Regions from separate parts of the Gossypium hirsutum genome. Here region 1 is linked to region 2. Evidence: chromatin contacts called from public Hi-C data. All regions are on one chromosome and are shown on one strand. The core of a region is the stretch at or near the end of the contact, and the rest is flanking DNA. Distances in the headings are between cores, read along the strand shown. Region 1 holds the start of LOC107901425 (probable L-ascorbate peroxidase 6, chloroplastic/mitochondrial). Region 2 holds the start of LOC107901421 (protein transport protein Sec24-like At4g32640).

What was found. Hi-C and Micro-C count contacts between places; a contact is called where the count stands out from the background.
Region 1: a contact with region 2 is called in a Hi-C map of leaf, with 2.0 times the contacts expected there. The contact joins the promoter of LOC107901425 here to the promoter of LOC107901421 in region 2. A contact is called at or near these places in 2 of 34 Hi-C or Micro-C datasets (leaf and petal).

The regions. Positions count from the first base shown.
Region 1 is chrD06:6,763,476-6,769,409 of Gossypium_hirsutum_v2.1, reverse strand. It overlaps LOC107901425 (probable L-ascorbate peroxidase 6, chloroplastic/mitochondrial), which reads left to right and starts at 1,673. Exons shown (of 12, transcript XM_016827431.2): 1 at 1,673-2,050; 2 at 2,155-2,301; 3 at 2,740-2,860; 4 at 2,945-3,045; 5 at 3,125-3,212; 6 at 3,847-3,914; 7 at 3,986-4,072; 8 at 4,928-5,002; 9 at 5,079-5,156; 10 at 5,232-5,336; 11 at 5,776-5,850. The coding sequence starts at 1,883.
Region 2 is chrD06:6,631,180-6,637,045 of Gossypium_hirsutum_v2.1, reverse strand. LOC107901421 (protein transport protein Sec24-like At4g32640) reads left to right here and starts at 4,028. Exons shown (of 25, transcript XM_016827427.2): 1 at 4,028-4,262; 2 at 4,406-5,353. The coding sequence starts at 4,475.

The DNA.
Region 1 (5,934 bases), core at 424-2,923, 130 kb before region 2:
AAAAGAAGCATTTTATAATTTTTCTATAACTTTATTGATTTTTATTTTTTATCATTTTTTGTCACATGTCACATTGTGCTACGACACATAATGACTTCAACTAGAAAAAATTGGGGTTCATTCACTTTAATAGTCAGCGATTAAAGTTAATGGTTCAAGGGCCTTTTAGATGCATTTTATAATTTTTTATGACTTTTATAAAATTTTACAATTTTTCTAATTTTTAAATATTTTTTATTAAAATTTAATAATTTGTATAACTTTTATTGATTTTATTTTATATATTTTTTTGCCATATGTCACGCCATGGTTGTGACACAAGATGACATTAATTGAAAAAAATGAGGGGCAGTTAATTTTAACGGTCGACTGTTAAAATTAATGGACAAATGACATTTTGGATGCATTTGACAATTCAAGTACCCAATTGAGTGTAAAAAAAAATAGGGGCTTAATTACTTTTTTTTAAAAAAGTTTGAGAGCTTTTTATATGCATTTTGAAAGTTCAAGTACTCAATTGAGTGCAAAAAAAACAATCGCTTAATTTCTTTTTTTTTGAAAAAAAATTGAGGGCCTTGAGCGAATTATGTAATCTGTTGTTTATTTGTGTGATATGTTGAACTGTATTGAATATCCTTGTTAGCATGATTTTCAATATCATAGTTTTTCACTACATTCGTTGTTTTGTATCATAGGAGGAGAGACGAACACGATTCTGAAAATAAAAAATGGGAATATTAGGAATCTCATATTTTATTTTAATTCTATTTATATTTGAATAAAATTTTTAATTAGGAAGGAGATAAACTTGATTGAATTTTTTTTAGCTTTAAAATAAAAAGGTGGGGTCTTGGAAAATTTTAATTTAAATTTAGAAGAAAAATAAAAAAAGAAACGAAAAAAATTAAAAATGAAATTGATAAATTTAAATTTATAAGAAAAATAGTTCATTGAATCTTAGTTTAATTGGCATGGACATTGTTACCAATATAGGAGGATGTGAGTTTGATTACGCTAAAGTACATTGTCCTCTATTTATGGATTGGAGAGAGGTTATGAGTAATTTTAGGTATAATATCAAAAAAATAGTTGATATGAAATTTTTGTCATTACCCTTTAACGTTTTGGCCACTCAGCTTCAAAAATTTATAAAATGGTCACTATATTATTCGAAAATTTTCATTTTAATCATTGAACTATTCCAAAAATTTTATTTAAGTAACTGGGCTGATAAGTTTTTTTTAAAAAAAATTCGGTTAGCGAGCTCCAAACAACAATTTGATGATTGGTACAATGGATTGACGCCCATCGACGAGTAGAACATACTTTAGATCCAAGTTGATTTGATGATCAGTGTCGGAGATTGGATAATAAAGCTGTTTAGATTTTGGTTTATAGATTCGTAACTTTCAAATTTATTTTATGAAAAAAATTAAACTAGAGAAGAGAAAGGGAATGGGCGTTTTTTATTAAAGTAAGTCATGCGAACATAAAAAGTCATGCAACAATGATTTTAACAGTTTAATGACTTAAATGAAACTTTTGGATAATTTAATGACTATTTTGTAACATTTTAAAGTTAAGTAACTAAAACATAAATTCACTAATAGTTTAATGACTTGGATGTAGTTTTCCATAGTTTTTAATGCATCGGATGTTACCAAAACCGTTTGGACAACAATTTATTTTTTTGGATTTGGGGGCTTGCCATTGGTCCAAAATAACGACTTCTTAATCCAAAACAATTGGAGACAAAATGGAGAGCCAAATGGCGCAGCCATTATCACAGCTCAGCTGAAAGTGAAAACTATTACTGAAAAGCTCCTAACTGTCGTTCGCCGTCGCGCACAACCTCCTCAAACGCCGAAGCTTCCGTCGGCCAATGACTTCGTCTCTAGGCAACACCGCCTCTTCTCGAATCTCAGCATCTTCCTCCCCCGGAGTTCGACTTTCTCTCCATCCCCCCTCCTCTTTTTCTCTCCTTTCTTTCTCTTCCTCTTTTAAGCCCTTCGCTTTCTCTCCTCTATCTTCTCATTTCTCTCCCCACCAGGTTAATTCCTCCTTTCATATTCCCTAGTTCTTTCTTTCTTCTTTTTTTTTTATATAAATGTTCTTATTCTTTTTAGTTAATTTTGTTTTTTATTCATAAAATAGAGGAGATCGGCAGTTAATGTGTCGAGTAGCAGAGGATTCGGCACAGTTGCAAGTCCGAAATGTGCAGCTTCGAATTCTGATCAGTTGAAGAGTGCTAGAGAAGATCTCAAGCAACTCCTCAACTCTCAGTTCTGCCATCCTATTCTGGTATTAATGTCTTAATTCTTGCACTTTCTTTCTTGGGAATAATGTCGCTATGCTCTTTTAGTTTTTAGCATCGAAGAAAGATTTCTCGGTATATTGCGAATAAATGTTGGAATTTAATGAAATTTATTTCATATTTGAAGAAATGAAGTACTTGTTAGTAGTTTAGTTAGAGCATTAAGGGTGGCTTAAAAGAAAGGTGGAGAAGTTTAAAAAAAAAAAAAAAGAAGAATTTTGAGTATGTTTGGTAGAAAAGTAAAGCCATGAGCAAGAAAACAAATAATTTCAAATTACAATGCTAAGAGGAGAGAAAAACTGAGAGTCAGTGAGTGTGCATATTTACAAGATCATTCATCATTTTCTTTTAATTGTACTTAGTTTTAGCCGAGGATAAACGATGTTTATTTTCATATACTTGTAATTTGATTTTATACACTTCAGGTTCGCCTAGGATGGCATGATGCTGGTACCTACAACAAGAACATTGAGGAATGGCCACAAAGGGGTGGAGCGAATGGAAGTCTTAGGTTTGAAGTAGAGCTAAAACATGCCGCCAATGCTGGTAACATGTTCTTTGTCTACTTAGACAATGTAATTAGTTAGTTGGTAATTGGTAGCACTGTTGTCTCATAATCTTTTGTTTCAGGCCTAGTGAATGCATTGAGTCTTATTCAGCCTATCAAGGACAAGTACTCTGATGTAACTTTTGCTGATTTGTTCCAGTTGGCTAGTGCTACTGCTATTGAGGTCTTGCTTGCTGTTACTCTTGAATGTATATCTTTTTGATTGATTTTGTAGTTTTACTAAGAATCGACATGTAATTCAGGAGGCTGGAGGACCCAAAATTCCCATGAAATATGGAAGGGTGGATGTCTCCGGTCCTAATGAGTGTCCTGAGGAGGGCAGGCTACCTGGCAAGTGAACCTTATAATGGTGCATGATTGTTCATGTCAATTTAAATTGTGGGGAGATTCCTAAATTAAGAAATGTAACTGGAAACTTGAGGCACATAATCCATTGGCAAGTTGGGTTGCTAACTAGCTTGAATGATTGGACAATGAATTGAACGTGTCTTGTTTTAGTCCATTTAATTCTGAATTTCTGGGAAGTTTACTGCACTGTTGTGAAGTGGTTATGGTTAACAGATTATTTATCTGTATCTGGAAAAGGAAGAGATATAACTAGGTGCTCCCTAATCTACAGCATATAGCAACAAATACCTGAAATGACATTATTATAGATTAATAAGAATATGGGGATCCTTAAAATTTTCAGAAGAGTAATACTAGGTTCTTAAAGATAAACAGGTGGACCATGTTTTAGACGTCATTGTATGACAGTTGTTCACCTACGAACCTAGAATATTATTAACATAGCTTTTTGTTGCCTTACGTTTGCACACTTCATGCTTCTAGGTTGTTTAGACTTCAGACTATTAGCATAATTTGGGCATTGCTTATGCCTCCTTTTTCCCTCATAGGTACCAATGCATTCGCTTATGCTTATGTCTAGAGACCACTAACCTTATAGCGTTTCTCTGTTGCTTAGATGCTGGACCACCTTCACCTGCTGATCATCTACGAGAGGTTTTCTACCGAATGGGATTAAATGACAAGGTAAACTTCATTGTAAAAATCTTTGTTATGATGGAACAATGATCTTAATCATCTGACCTTCTGACATGTAGGAAATTGTTGCATTATCTGGTGCACACACTCTTGGGAGGTCCAGACCAGAACGTAGCGGTTGGGGTAAACCAGAAACCAAGTATACGGTATTTAATCTGCCTGTGTTGATATGGATAGGAAAAATCTTTGTCTCAGTAACTTCAGTCGTTTATTTATCATTTCTGATTCTTGATCGAGGCTAGAAATTTTTGGGGCAAATGCTTACCGTTATAGTTTATTGTACTTACCATAGAAGATACAATGTGCCATTATTTAGCAAATTAATATTCCTCAGAGAAGCAGTCCCCTTATCCTAGATGCATTGGCTTCAATAGGATAAATACGGGGGACTGCCTCCAAATATTTGATCAAATCGGAACCTTGACTAAGAACTGGCCTGTCAACCTCTTGTAGTTCTTGATGCCAAACCCGTCAATAGATATGATCAGTAACAAACACATGAGGTCAATATTTCGTAAGAACAGAACGTATGAGAAAGAAACGCCTCTTCTATCAGATCTAAGTTACTACTTATGCTATCTTGGTTGTTTTTCATGCTGAATCATATGGTTCTAGAATGACCGTTCTTTCCTATTTAGATTACCCTTAAAATTTAACTATCGGACTTTCTAGAGGTGAGCCAGGACAAAGAAATTTGAACTTACTTTAAAAGCTTATCATGACAATGAATCCTCGAAAGAATGAAAATTCGGTGGCTAAGAGAGTGTTCAAACAAAATGAATTTGGTTCCACTAACTCAACCTCAGATAGCTATCCATATTTTCTTGAATTTAGTAAGCAAAATGTTCGGGGTTGCATAGTTTGCCAGTCATATCATATGTTAATGTCTTCAAAGATATGCTTCCCTAAGTGGAACAGGAATGGTGGTGGTTCTAGTAGTTACGAGTATACCAATAACTGCGATGAAGGACTTAAATTGGATTTTCCTCCTTGAATAACAGAAAGATGGGCCAGGAACACCAGGAGGACAGTCTTGGACAGTGCAATGGTTGAAGTTTGACAATTCATACTTCAAGGTTTGAACTTGAAATCAGTTTCTCTTCTTGAGTAAGAGGAGATTCAAAAGTGTTAGACTCTCTTGTATCCGTACAGGACATTAAAGCAAAAAGGGATGAAGATTTGCTTGTGTTGCCAACTGATGCTGTTCTTTTTGAAGATCCCTCTTTCAAGGTAAATATACTGAGTTCAATCTTAACCGGTAAGAAATATAATCGTAGGCTTGGCTAAACAGTACACAATTTGCAGGTATATGCTGAGAAATACGCTGAAGATCAAGAGACATTATTCAAGGATTATGCAGAGGCACATGCCAAACTTAGCAACCTTGGGGCCAAATTTGATCCTCCAGAGGTTTGTTTGTAATGGATAGTTGCGTGTTTAATGTTTATCACTTTAATGAAAAAGAAAAAGTTTAATTAGTAAAAAGTGCCAGGCGTTTGTTACTATTAACCCCACTTTTCCTTCTATCAAAATGGTGTTCTATTTTGACATTTGGGGAATACCTGCATGCATACAGTTGCTTGTTAAACATGCCTCACCCAAGTTTTTAGTGAGTATTAGGTACCAATAAGATGTTAACTTTTCTCTGAACGGATCAACGACATCTTAGAATAAGCAAAAGATAAATGATAGGGTCTTTTCTGTGTGAATAAGTTGCTCATAGTTATCGTACGTAAAAGGTACAATTGTTTTAGTTTGGCAAGTACCTAAGATTAGTCATTGAGTTAGACTCTAATGTGCAAGATTTTCCTTGAAGATCTGAATGTTGGTTTGTTACAATTGAGATCAGGGTATTGTGTTAGATGATACTCCAGTACAAGCTGTACCGGAGAAGTTTGTAGCTGCCAAGTACTCAACAGGAAAGGTCGTAACCTCAAATACTTTATTTAATTTTGCTCTGTTACTTTATCTGTCTTGTAATAAATGAATTGAACGAGTGTTTGGAATT
Region 2 (5,866 bases), core at 2,779-5,278:
TATTTATTTATTTATTATTATTTTGAAAGGTAAATTTATTAATTTAATGGAACCATAAAAAGTAGAGGAAAGAAAATAACAAACTCTCGTTGTAGATGGGGAAGGACAAACTCCACCAACACAACAAAAGCTTTAGCCTCAACATGAATAGAACATTTTGACACATTGACAATTGGCTTTGTCACAATTCAAGTACGGCATATCTGGAATGATTGTAAGCACTTAACACGATAAGAAAATCAGCCCCGGATGGTCCAAAGCGACGCGCAAAAATCGATAAAAGAATCGAATATTCACCAAACTATAGAGGACGAAAAAAACCATCCCTAAAATCACTTGTAAAACTAAGATTACATGCATAAGCAAGACTAAAAATTATGCTACAAGAGCAGACAAAAACTTCTAAAACTGAAAACCTATTAAATAATGGAAAAACAAACAAAAAAAGTATAAAACTTAAGACAACATGAGCCCAATTCGACTCGTGAAATCATTTATTATTCTGAAATATTCTTAAAACAGAAACAAATTAAGAAACTGATGAAGAGCCACCCACTTTCAAAAAAAACTACTGGTGACCGGTGGAGTTTTAGCGAACAACAAGCATCGTCATCTATCCATCATAACTTGTAAAGACAACAAAGATACCAACAAAATAGATCTGTAAATTGAAAAAAAGAGAAGACATGTGGAATGAATGAGAATAAGAAAGAAAGAAAGAGTTGGTGGGAGGGGAAAAAATAGATGATAGCCAGCCCGGAGGCTGGCACCGCCGCTGAGCAAAATAAAAGATAACAAATAAACGTGTAACAACCCATTTTTTAGTGGTGATGGAACAGTGGTTTCGAGACCATAAATTTCCATCATGTAGGATCATATTAAAATTTGATTAAGAAATTCTAACGTTTAGGTAACTAATTAAAGAAAAAGGACTAAATTGAAAAAGATGCAAAACTTAGTAATTATTGCATTTAGATGATCAAATAGCTTAATTACTATATGAGGAAGGACCTAGTAGTAATTAGCCTTAGTTAATAGTGTTAGACAGCAATTGGAATGAAAATGATAAAATAATATGTGTTTAATGGCAAAATTGTAAATAAATCAAAATTAAATAAAATAAATTGAAAGAAATAGACATTTCTTCTTCATTTTTCTTCATCTTTTGCCGAAAAACCATGAAAGCATAGCTTGGATAATTGAACAAGTTCAATACCTTGCATGTAAGTGAAATTGATACCTGTTTCTTGTAATTTTTATATTTTTGAGATCATTGCAACTAAGTCCAGCTAGCTCTACCTCCGTTTTTGAATCTATTAAAAATTTTAGAAGTTTCTATTGATGAATCTTGAATATTTTTTATGACAATTATGTGTTTGAAGCTTTGATTGTGGTATTTGGTTGTTTTGTGAAGTGATTTTTATTAGATTTTGATTTAAGGATTAAATTGTTAAAATGTCAAAATTTCAAGGTTTATTGGTGAATAAGAGGTGTTTTGTGGACTGTTTAGAAGTCTTGAATATTCTTTTGTAAATTTTGACTTGAGAAAATGGTTAATTTGATAATTTTGGGGGTTAAAGGATTAAATTACAAAACTTGTAAAAGTTAGGACAATTGTATAATTTTGAAAAATAAAAGGGTATAAAATGTAGAATAAATTGGAATATGAAATGTAAGCTAATAATTGAGAATTTTATATTTTAGAACAAGATCCTATTGATTTACGTGGAAAAGGGAAAATTGCGGAATAGTTCATGAACTGCTGCAACTATTACAACTCAGCCTAGGTAAGTTCGTACGGGTTGTAATTTAATATCTTAATGAATTGTATGATGACATAATATGAAATAGTGGATATAAATTATTCTATTGATGATGTAAGTTGTTTAGGAAAATGTTGTTGATATCGATACTTGGGCCGGATGAACGCGAGATAGAGTACAACTGAATGATGGCGTGTTATGTGAGGTTGAAGTGGAGATTGATGTAGAGAGCTTTATATATTTTTCCTAAGTATACCGAAGTTCAACATTTGTTGCGAACTCTCGTGTTATACTATCCTGATCTTGCGTGTTATAGGCGCGGATATATAACTTGCGGGCTAGGCACTTACTGTCGTGGCGTGTTATCGGTTGGATTAGCTCTTATGAGCATTTGACGTGTTATCGGGTGGATTAACTCTTATGAGCAGTTGGCGTGTTTCGGTTGGATTACTTGTGTACTCATATCTGTAAGTCGTTCATTAAGTCGTAAATCGTTGTATTGTAACTTATTTAATGATTTTGAATGGCATGAAATGTATTTGACATCTTGAATTGACCTGTTGTAGACATATATGTTTTCCCAGAAATTATTATTTGAGCTTTGAATTGAATTATGCAATTCACCGGTTTGACATTGTAGATGATAGTAAACACTTGTTATTGAATTATTTTTTATTGAATTGTTATATTTACTTTGGTAAGATTTATTATTTCTGTACGTCGAACTTACTAAGCTTCAATAAGCTTACTTGTGTTAATTTATGTTTCTTTTAGACACTTTTAAAGGTTGGACGATCAGATCAGCACTCAAGTCATATTATCCATCCAATTTCGTAGCTTTTGAATGTTTGTTTTGGATTATATGACATGTAATAGACTTGTTTTGTCATTACTTTTGTGTTGGTATGTATATATATAAAGAATGAGCTTAAGTGCAAGTAGACAACTTATTGTGATATATGTGAATGAAGGAAGATGTCTTTGGTACAAATTTATTGCATATGTTTGATTAATAAGTTATCTTGCATTGTTATGAATTGAGATGCCTATGATAGGCATATTGGTTAGAAGTTTAAGTGGTGTGAATTTGTACGTTTTGGTTGATGATTTGTATTGTGGTATAAGTGTGTATACTTGTGGTACCAATAAGGGTGCAATTGGTTAAGCACTTTAGATGGTTGAATTAGCATGAATTGAGCTTGTTTAATGGCATTTTGAATTACCCTAATGGTTGGTATATGGATTACTTAGAGTCTAAGAAAACTTGAAATGGTAAACTTGATGTTTAAGGTTTATTTAGGTGCACACGGCCTAGGACATGGGTTACCACACAGTCGTGTGCCACTACGGCCGTGTAATTTAAGTCAGTGTGTTACACGGCCTACGACATGGCCTACGACACAACCACGTGTCTCAAGTCAGAGAGTTGCACGAACTGGCACACTGCTTGCGACACGGCCGTGTGACCCAACTCAGTGAGTTACACGGGTAGAGACACGGGCTAGGACACGACTATGTGTCCCAACTTCGAAAGTTACATGGCCTGGGGCATTCCACATAGTCTCGTGTGTCCCCTGTTTTTGAAATTTTTTATATTTTCCTAAAATTTTCTAATTTGTTTCAAATTAGTCCCTGAAGGTTTTAAGATTAATTCTTTAGTCCCTAAAGCTTGATTTAAGCCTCGTAGATGTAAGATATTTTTATAAATCAATTACTTTATGGTATTTAAGAAATTATATTGAAATGATTATGATTTTACTTGTTTATTATTGTTAACTTGCTGTAGCATTCCCGTAACCCTATTCCAGTGACGGATACGAGTTAGAGGTGTCACAAAACGAATTGGAGAAAAAAGAAAAATGTTTTTAAGGTTTAAAAAGATAGGATAAATTAAATTTATTATTATTTTTGAACATTAATCTTATTATAAGTTTTTTTTGATACAATACTTAAAACTATTTATAGCCTCTCCCCAACTCTTAATAGGAGAATAATGCGCTTCAGCGCATTCGAACTCACATCCTTTTGTATGGATAACAATACCAATTACAATCGAACTAAGGGTACATCGTCACATATTTATTTATTTTTAAATGGAACAAAAGGAAAAACCAGTAAATAAATCCAAATGGCTGTTAATTATAAGTCTGTGAAAGTAATCAGTGTTTTTTCAACAGTCTCAGACCAATAAAATAGTTTCCTTAATTATACTTTTTTTTATAATTTTTTTACAATTAAGATTTATTACAAATTTGTCTCCCATTCCTTCCCCAACGTTAAAATACCGTCGCTCTCTCTCTCTCGCTCTCGTTATTTGCCTTTCTGTCTCTCTCTCCTTCTCCGATCATTTCCCCAGATCCATACCTCTGATCGCTCCGATACTTCCCTAAAAAACCCTAATTTCTCCGATCTCTCCTTCTAAAACCCTACTCTCAGATCTAAACTTAATTATCTCCTTACTTCCACAGATCCGACCTCTCCTTTTCTTTCCGATATCAGGTACTTAATTTCCTTTTTTTACTCTTCTCAATTTTATTTCATTCGATCTTAGTTTCTTTTATATGTTAATTTGCGATTACTATTACTGTGTGTCTTTTAGAATTTTTGAAGAATTGTTGTTTTTGTTGTTTTGGTTTGTGTAGATTTGATCGTGTTGCAAAATATATAGACGGTTATTGAAAGAGGGGATTAGAATTTGTTTCTGATTAATTATGGCAGCTCCTGTGTCTCCAGGGGCACCTAGACCCGGCGCCAATTCACAACAACCACCACCTCCACGAAATGTTAATCCTAATTATCAAACCAATCCCAATTCGTTAGCTGATAACATGCAGAATTTGAACCTAAATCGGCCAGTTTCAATGCCCAATTCTGGTCCGAGGCCCTCCCCTTTTGGTCAACAACCTCCCTTTCCTCAATCTGGAGGTTCAGCTGGATTCCCCGGTGCCTTGCCGCCAATGGCACGGCCTGGTCCGCCACCTGGTATGATGGGAAGACCTGCAGTGCCTCCTACTGGACCACCGCAATCTGCTTTACCTGCAAATGTACCCCCAGGGAGACCCCTTGGTCCACCTCCTGGTCACTCTTCCCCTTTTGGGTCTAGACCTCCTCCTGGTTCTCTGTCTTCTTCAACAGGTGGTGCTGTTCTACCTTCTAGCGGTTTCCCATCTTCAGGTGCACCTAGCGGTGGAGTTGCACCACCAATGCCAGGTGCTCGCCCGAATGTTTTTATGTCATCTCCACCTTTGACTGGTCCAACTGGTCCAGCTGCGCCCCTCTCTAGTGCACCTGCTGGTCCTTTGAGTAATGGGCCTCCAGCAATTGTTTCGGGAGCTTTGCCTGGTGCACCCCTGTTTCCTCTTGCTCCAAGTGCTTCACAACCTCCTGTTGGACCTCCACCAACTATGATGTCAGCTAGGGCTCCTGCTCAGGCTCCAACCATGCGTTCTGTTTTGGGAAGTCCGGCTGTTACTTCCCCACCAGTTCAGCCAATGCCTTCAGCATCACCATTTTCAGCTGTGCCTCAAGCTAGACCACCACCTCCAGGTTCTCCTTATGGATCACAGACTTGGCCGATGCAGCCTCAGCAGGTTAGCACTACAATCTTTACAGTTTATGCTTTCAGAATTCTTCCCATAAAGAAATGTAAACAACTAGAGCATATCATTGATTTTATTGTTGTTGAGTTGGTCTTTTAGCAATCTATATAAGGTGTACAAGGTCTTTGATTTCCTTTCTTTTCATAATGCATTTAGTAACTAAAATTTTATGTGCACCTTTGATGTTTGGAATTGTTGGCATTATATTAGTAACTATTAATCTGAAGAAAACCTAAAGCAATATAGAAATGAAGAAAGATTTTAGTAAACTTATAATGGAAGAATGAAAATTGATGGATGTGGTTTACTTTTTTACAATTAAATTGTTCATGCCTTGTAAATTGCTTTACATTATATAGCTATGTTGTTCAAACTTTTTCTTTCTAATTATTATTTTCAACATCTCATCCATTCAGTATTCGTCCAAAAAGATATTGTTTTCATTGAACCATCATAAATATTGGATTGGCTTGAGAATTGACATGCAGATATAATATAAGATTC